Regions from separate parts of the Sus scrofa genome. Here region 2 is linked to region 1. Evidence: chromatin contacts called from public promoter capture Hi-C data. All regions are on one chromosome and are shown on one strand. Each heading gives the region's core, a stretch centred on a gene start, on an enhancer-like site or on the middle of the called end of the contact. The rest is flanking DNA. Distances are from core to core; before and after follow the strand shown.

The links. Promoter capture Hi-C pulls out the DNA fragments that hold promoters and counts their contacts.
Region 2: a promoter capture Hi-C map of liver shows a contact between it and region 1, with 3 times the contacts expected there. The contact joins the promoter of MAP3K2 here to the promoter of INSIG2 in region 1. A contact is called at or near these places in 1 of 5 promoter capture datasets (liver) and 1 of 47 Hi-C or Micro-C datasets (heart right ventricle).

The regions. Positions count from the first base shown.
Region 1 is chr15:23,674,332-23,678,602 of Sscrofa11.1, reverse strand. INSIG2 (insulin induced gene 2) reads right to left here and starts at 1,874. Exons shown (of 6, transcript NM_001129968.1): 1 at 1,849-1,874.
Region 2 is chr15:25,085,799-25,089,718 of Sscrofa11.1, reverse strand. It overlaps MAP3K2 (mitogen-activated protein kinase kinase kinase 2), which reads right to left and starts at 2,240. Exons shown (of 17, transcript XM_003359437.5): 1 at 2,158-2,240. LOC110257077 (a long non-coding RNA gene) reads left to right here and starts at 3,474. Exons shown (of 2, transcript XR_002339296.1): 1 at 3,474-3,583.

The DNA.
Region 1 (4,271 bases), core at 625-3,124:
TAAGTAGGTGGGTGTTTTTAATCCTCCTTTTACAAAATATAATAGGTTAAGTAACTTTCTGAGATTATAAAACTGTTACCAGGTAGTACCAGGACTAGCCCCAGGCACTCTGACTCCATGTCTGAAGTAGTTCCCTCCACACATTGCTCTACAATTGCATTTTCTACAAAACACCATACAAAAACAAATTAAGTGCCACACAAGAAATGGTTTTTAAAGGCATGTTGATAAACAACTGTTAATACCAAAATAATACTTTTTTCAAAAATAAAAGAAGAAACTTCCACAGGACATGAAAAATTCTACCTTAGCTCTGACCTACAATTTCTATAAAGTACATTACTGAACAAAAAGAAAAACAGTTCAAGTAATTTGGAGAGATCAACAACAAATCATCAAAATTGGGAAAACATTATTCCCAGTCTATGTGCTGCCTGTCAGTGGGTTGATATTATTACTTTTAGATAAACAAAAGAGGATTGTTAAGTGATTCTGGGTTTTGAGAATGAAAATCAAAGTTTACATTTGCCACTGAAACAACTTCCAAGCAATAGGTATTTGAACACAAATACACAAACAAAAACCATCGTTTGGGAATGATTGTCTGATAACAATGAAAATAAGCTGTCTTTAAAATTAATGATTTGCATTTTTCTTTTCCTTTTCAGCCCACCAAACATAAGAGCAACAGTTGTTAGTTTAAAAAGAATCAACCTCTTTCCCAAATGTTCATGATTCACAGCTTGGTCACTTTATATCAGATATGTACTGAAAACTATAACAAAACACACTATTAAATATAACATCCAGAGAAAGAATGAAGAAAACAGGAAGAGTAGTGGCTATTTTTTTTTCTCTGTGGGGCCCCTATTAGTGGCTCCTTTACTCCTTTTCACTCAATGGTTCTCTCTCAAGGCCAAGCCCCAAAGTTGGAAGACATAACCTGGCCACTGCTTGTCTGCTGTCATTTCTCCTTCACCCAAGACTGGAATGGTGTCTAATCCTCAGCAACACTGCCATACTGACTCCAGCCAGTATCAGTGGACCAGCTGTCAAGCCTATTCATTCCTTCTTGAAGCATTTCCCCACTGATCCTACAAAATAGTAAACTCTTCCTGGGATGTCTTCCTAGACTGTCTAGCTAACACCATACATACATAACTTATTAACTTTTTCCCAACGCTAACTGGACATGGGCCATTATCACTTAGGTTTTAGCACCCCCCCCCATCACACCCACAGTGCTTTTCTTTTCCCGATTGCCACTTCCACTGACCAACTCTTAAAATCCCAGAAAACTATCACCAACCGACTTCTAGTTCCTGGCAAGCATTCTCTCTGGCTTTATCCACACACCGACTCCAAAGGTTTCCAATTCCAATTCAAAAATACCAAAGTCCCGTTCGTCAACCCATTATCAACATACCTGTCGGCGGATTCTAAACTTACTACAATATCTACCTTTAGATTCACCCCCAAATCCTGACAGCTCTGTGCTGGAGAGCTCGCCGACCTCCACCCCGTCAAATCTCCGGGGTCGCCCTTCCCGCCGCCCTCCAGCCTTCTTTCTGCTCCGATACTCTAGCACTGTCCAAGAAGCTTCGGCCTCTCCTAGGAACTCTCCCCGATCCCGCTGTCCCCTTCCGGATCTCGCCTACCCTACCCCAGGTGAGCAGACCACCTCACCCTTCAGGCCCCTTCTATGGTCCTGGCTCCTCGCACTTGCTAAGCAGGTTTCCCAGGCTGCAAAATCGGAAGCGGTTCCTCTTACCGAGAGCCACCCCTTTCCTCAGGTCCCTACCCCCAACAACAAGACACTCGCGCTTCCTGGGAGACCCCCCAACTCACCCCTGTTTCCGCCATCTTCTGGGACCGGCCCCCGCCCCCCTCCGCCGCTTCCTCCTCCCCTCACGTAACTCCGCCTGAGCTTCACTGCGCCTGCGCGGCAGGCGCTGACGCTCTCCCGAAGATAGGGGCAGAAGAACTTCCGGTTTCTACGGGCGCCGAGTAGTGAGCCTGCGAAAGGGGGCAAAAGGACTTCCGATCTCCTTGAGCGTAGCTGCCGGCTACAGGCATGGACTACCTAGTGGTGGAGGCTACCAAATCAGCTGTTGTTTGCTGACCAGGCAGCAGAGGGTTGTGACGAATGCCCAGACCTGCGGGCCGTGTCAGGGAATCGCACAGCAACACACGCATACCCTGTGGGAGGCGAGGCTCTCCACACGTCGCTCCTCTGAGCCAGGATCTGGGCTGCGGCTAAGGATGCTGACTCTCATTTTCTGTGTGCTTTTGCCTGCCTTTGCTCTTTACCTTATTCCTGCATTCCTAAGTCATAACTTCTTTCGAGAAAGAGCGTAGTTGATATTTCTCTCCTTTTCATCCCACAGCATTTTTTCCTGTTTTCATTAATAATCGTTCCCCAAGTTTGACAAAAGCGATTTGTGTACAGTTGCTTTCATAGGAAGAGCTTTAGAGGTTTTCAGCGACGTAGAGAAAATGCAAAGTACAATGCAAAATACAAAAAGGAAATTACAAAGTAGATAAAATTATAATTCCTTGTTGGTTGGAAGTAGTACCGAACCATAATATGGATGAGGTCAGGTTACTGTGTTCTTGAGGCAAGTTTAAGTTGAAGGTTGGGCCTGGAATCCTTGCTTAAGAGATTTGAAAAGAAGCATTAGTTGGTGAAATTCCTTTGTGTTTTTTTTTTTTAACTTTGAACTGATAAATGATAGATGGGTTTGTATGTTTCTGACTTTTTATTGGTACACATATTTCTGAAAATTGAAAGAGAAATTGAATTTGCAACAGAATGCTTCCAAACAAGTATCTATCTGACCTTTCTTGTTTTCTCTAATGTTTCCTGTAACTAAGTCTCTTATGTAGGTTTTTACACTACCAGTAAAAAAAAAATGTGGGTGGATTATACAGAATGGAAATGGAATTTTAAAAAGAAAAGAGAAAAGCACCCAGACAAGAGAGGATTACCTCAAAATATCCCAACATCTGTCATGATTCTCTTTAAAACAACCTGAGTCCCACTCATCTAGGCCATGTCTTCTCTAGGCAAGCTTTCAAACACTTAGAAATTGCCTTCAAGAAAATCCTTAAGGAAAATTTTAACTTGAAAGACCTTTGTTTTAGTTTCAATATTTATTGACTGCAGGGAGGGACAAGACCTAAAAAGCAAGAACCATGTGGCACCAGTTCCTAAGGTTCTTGTATCCAACAGGGTCATTCCTACTGCAGTGTTCTACTTAAGTTTCCCGGCTGTCATGGATGATGTAGTCTTTAAGGAGGCACTGAGTATAGGTAGGCAAATATGATGAGGCTGTGCATTCTGGTGGGAGTCAGAGTTGGAAAAACAGAATAGATGGAGCATGGAGAATGTATTGAGACATGAATTCTGAATCTCAAGGTCATGAATTTAGACCAAATATTTGTTATTATGGAAACATTAAAACTGCATTTTACCTGATGCCAAGATATTAGCTGATTAAGAACTCTGAGAAATCAGAATAACTCTGGATTATTTTGAGCTGGTGTAATATAGGTGGTAGAATACTGGTGAAGGATTCTTGAAACCTCATGTTAGGCCAACAAGTGCATAGTCACATCCAGTATATTCATTTTTCTAGGATTTTTTTTCTCATTGGTTAAAATGAGGGGTTGGTCTAGATTATTTCTAAGGTCCTTTTCATAGAAAAAACTATCAATGATTTGATAATTTATGACTTCAGAGAAAAGATATTTCCATCAACCTTACATGTTGTTTGGTTTCCCAACTGAATGGGACCAAAGGTAAACCAGAAAACAAAAACTTCTTTATTTAGCTAACATAAACACCCACAAACGCTTATTTGCCTTGCTTAAGTAAGATATTGTTAGACTAACATTAATTATTGCCCAAGGGTTGATGACTAAGCCTCTAAGAACCTTGAACTTGGAAGCCTTACCCAAATTAAAAAATCCCTCACAAAAAAAAGTATTGCAATTTCCTTGTCAGTAGCTAGAAGGCAAAACACTAGAGATTAACATCTCTAGTACTACTTTTGGTTTTGCTTGTGACTGTGGTGTTTTGTTTTTTGTTTGGTGTTTTGTTTTTTTACTCAAATGAATTTATCACATCTGTAGTTGTATAATGATCATAACAATCTGATTTCACAGGATTTCCATCCCACAGCCCAAGCACATCCCCCCACCCCCCAAACTGTCTCCTCCAGAGACTATAAGTTTTTCAGTGTCTGTGAGTCAGCATCTGTTCTGCAAAG
Region 2 (3,920 bases), core at 991-3,490, 1.4 Mb before region 1:
CCTGGCCTTGCTCAGTAGGTTAAGGATCTGGCATTGCTGTGAGCTGTGGTGCAGGTCACAGAGGCAGCTCAGATGGGGCACTGCTATGGCTGTGGCATAGGCCAGTGACTATAGCTCCAATTCAACCGCTAGCCTGGGAACCTCCATGTGCTGCTGGTGCGGCCCTAAACACACACACACACACAGACACACACACACGAAAATTAACTTAAAGAAGTTAATAATAATATTCTGTCTATATAAGAAAATGTCCTTATTTTGGAGATGCAAGCTGACATTTTTAGGGGTAATGTCTACAGCTTAGTTTCAAGTGGTATGGCCAAAAATAACATACACATATTTACAGATAAAGCAAATATGGCAAGATGTCAACAAATGAATCTAGAGGATTATTATATGGATGCTCACTATCACCAACTTCCTGTGTGCTTGAGATTGTTTCATAACAAAAAGTTGGGGCTGGGTTCGGGGGTGGGGGGTGGTGCAGTGGGGGAAGCCTAGAAAGTACCAATACTACAAGGAAAAAAAAAAAAAATCAACCTGAAACCAAAGCGTAGGAATTGAGAATCAAACATGGTTTCATTTTAATACAGCATCTATTACTACCCCTTTGGTAGTAATCAGGTAAACCAGGAATGAAAGCTCCAACTAAAACATTGCTTAAAAGACTGAATCTAGAATGTAATCCAATTATTTAATATAAATCTTTAATAACTAGTTTTCTCAAGAGACATGTATGGGGAGCATGACTAGGTAAGTATCCTATAATGATACGATATTCAGCAAAACTCAACATACGTTTATATTTTAACCAAACAACAAATCAATCTGTGAAACATCCATTTAAGTCTATAATTCAACCTTTTTTCTACAACGTTATAAAGATACTCAACCACAAGTTTTCTTAAACCTGTTAATGTACTGAAGAAAATGATCAAGTACTACAATTGGGCATCAACAGATTTCTTAAACACAACCATGCATGAAGCTTAAATACTCAAAGTAATTTATCAACACTTTCTCCTGTAAAGAGAAATGTAAAGGTTCTTTACTTTTTCACTAACCATAATCAAAGAAACAGTACAAGCCAATGCTAAAAATGAGAATTTCAGCAAGTTCATAAACTTAGTTGTTTATGAAAGGAAAAAAAAACATTAAAACATAACTTTTTACGATATTCCACACATTAAATTTTGACATTCCACTCAGAAATATTGCATAAGTTAATGCACAAATTACTAAGCGTGTGGCCATTGCCACATAATCCAGCAACAAATTATGCAATAAGGAAATCTCAAGCAAATAACCCAACTGTGAGTTCCTTGTATGCATCAAGAATAAATTGCACAAGTAAAATTGTAACTTTTCAAGAAACTGGAGTTTTACCAAATATATTTCTTTTTTTTGATAAAAGGAGGAATATTTTCTATTCAGTCAGTCCTACTGAAAAAAAAAAAAGATAAAAGTGTATGGAGTCACCTTTTAAAAGTAATTTTAAAAAAGAGCCAAGAAAAATCATTTCGCTAGGTTGCAGCAAAACACATCGAACAGCACACACTGGGGGCAAGTAAATTATGTCTACCTATGCATCTAGAATTTACTGCCAAGAAGAAACTTTCCAGCGATTCTCACTTCCCTCACATATTTATTTTCTCAAAACCCAGAAATACAGTTCTACAAAAGAGACAACATATTCAAATCTAGGCCTTCCCAGATTACCAAAGTGCACGATCTTGGCCAAGTTGCTGAAACTGAGCCTCATCAATTCTTTTGATCTGTAAAATGGGCAGACGGTGAGGCGAGACAATAAACAAGTAAGTGAATCGGTCCGCAGAGAGAAAAGGGATTCAACCCTAACCACCAGTCCACCGCACCATAGCAGCGCAAAGACAGGCACCTTCTCCCTCACTGCGCGGAAACCTTCCGCTTTCCCGGAGACCAGAGGCAGGCTTCCTCCTGAACTCCTGCAGAGTTCGAGTCTGACAGCTCCGCGCAGACCTGGACTTCGGGACCAGCAGCCGGCGGCGCACGCCCGCCCACCCGGGAGAGTAGAGCACCTAGCGAAGTCTCCGCCCGCGAGCTGCGCACTGGCCGGCGGCGGCCCCCTCCCCACGTCCGCCCGCGCCCCGCCCCCCCCATCCACTCATAGGCACGTACCGGCCGCTCCACCGAGACGCAGCGAGCCGCAGGCCCACCCCTCCGCCCCCGCGCGGCCTGTCACCGCGCCCCCCGGTCCGAGAGGCCGCGGGGCGCCGGGGGCCGGAGGGGCGCACGAGGAGTCGGGTGCGGGCCGGGGGCAGGCCCGGCCCTCCCTCACATGGAGCCCGCGCCGGGCGCGGTGGCAGGCACGGGGACCGTCGCGGCCGGCGGAGCTTCTCGGTGGCCCTCGGTTCTTCTCGCCGCCGCGGCCCCGAGGCCCGCGGGAAGCTGGGCTGCGAAGGAGGAAGCCGCGGGCCCGGTACCGCCAGAGGCCGGAGAAGGGGCGCGCGCGGCGACTCCGCGGCTGGGAGTGCGGGTCCTCCTGATCGTCGCCGCCGCCGCCACGGGCCGCAGGACCCCCAAACGCCGCGCCCAGCGGCCGCACCACCCTCGTCAAGAGCCGCTGCTGAGGGCTGCCCAGCCGCCACTACACACGGGCCCGTGACGTCGGGCGTACAGCGGCGCACGTCACGGCCCGTCGCTCGTGCGCGCGCAGCCCTCCTCCAGACTGGAGCGGAACCGCCGCGGGCGCGCGCTCGCCTGGAGCGTCGCGCCGAGGCCGAGGGGCGTGTCCGCGCCTGCGCATTGGCTAGCTGCTCACAGCCGCGTACCCCTGGCGCTGCTACCTCGCTCGGTTCGGTGTCCGTGCCGCTTGGACCTTGACCTCGAGTGCACGCGCGGGCACCTTGGTTCCTTAGGTCTGCGGGAGTCCTCGGCGGAGAGTCCAAAGCAAACCTCGAAGAGGGACTCCTCAATGGGCTTCGGGCTGAGCGGGGCAGCAGAAGAAGAGGCCGCAACCTCCTCCAAGTCCATGGCAAGTCGTTTGCTGGCAAAAAGCCATCTATTTTCCTATTCATTTGTGGATCTCGTGTGTAGAATTTTTATCCAAAGTACTTAAATTCTTGTTGGCTTGTCACCTGACTATAAACCACCCCCCTGGAGACCACCTTTCTCAGTTTTACAGTTCTCTGTTTAGTTCTTGTAGGAATTACTTTTCGAGTTTAGCGAATGTAGAAGCCTCCCGCTAGAGGCTTCTACACCTGGAGAGCTAGCGACACAGTCTAAAACACAGACACAGACAGAGTCGCTGTCACCGAGTCCTTTCTTCACTCCCGTCCCCCCCAGGATAGCATTGGAGGCCTCAGTGATATGACTGACTTGCATTTCAGCTGTTTTTAGCCCACACTACACTGACCCAGAGAATATCTTTAACACCCCATCACTTTCCTCAAATGCCCCTTTCAATTTCCTGTGCCGTTTCTTCCCTCTTTCAGCGTCTGCCTGGTTTCGCAGTACGTTATGGATCCCACCCTCTTGCTGTCTTTTCCAGACCACTCAGCAGTTAAAATGAGAGGGACGGGAGCAGCACTCACCAGGCTCAGAGGTAAGCACCTGGCCAACTCAAGACCATAGACGGGTTAAGGGAGCTGGCATCTGTGGGGCAAGGACTAGGGGAGATGGTGTTATGGAATAATAAAATATCTGGGTCCCTTTCCAGGAATTCTTATTACAGACCCGTTAGTGGAGTTGTTAGAGGAGCAGGAACAAAGATATTCATTGGCAGGTTTTTATAATAGTGGAAGCCTGAAAACCTAAACGACTTTAAGACTGAGCTTGATAAATAATGGTTCATCTGTTCTGCAGAGAATTAGGCAGCCAACACCAAGAAAAGCTAATACTGTAGGACCTCAAGAATACAAAGCTAAATAGAAAATGTTTGT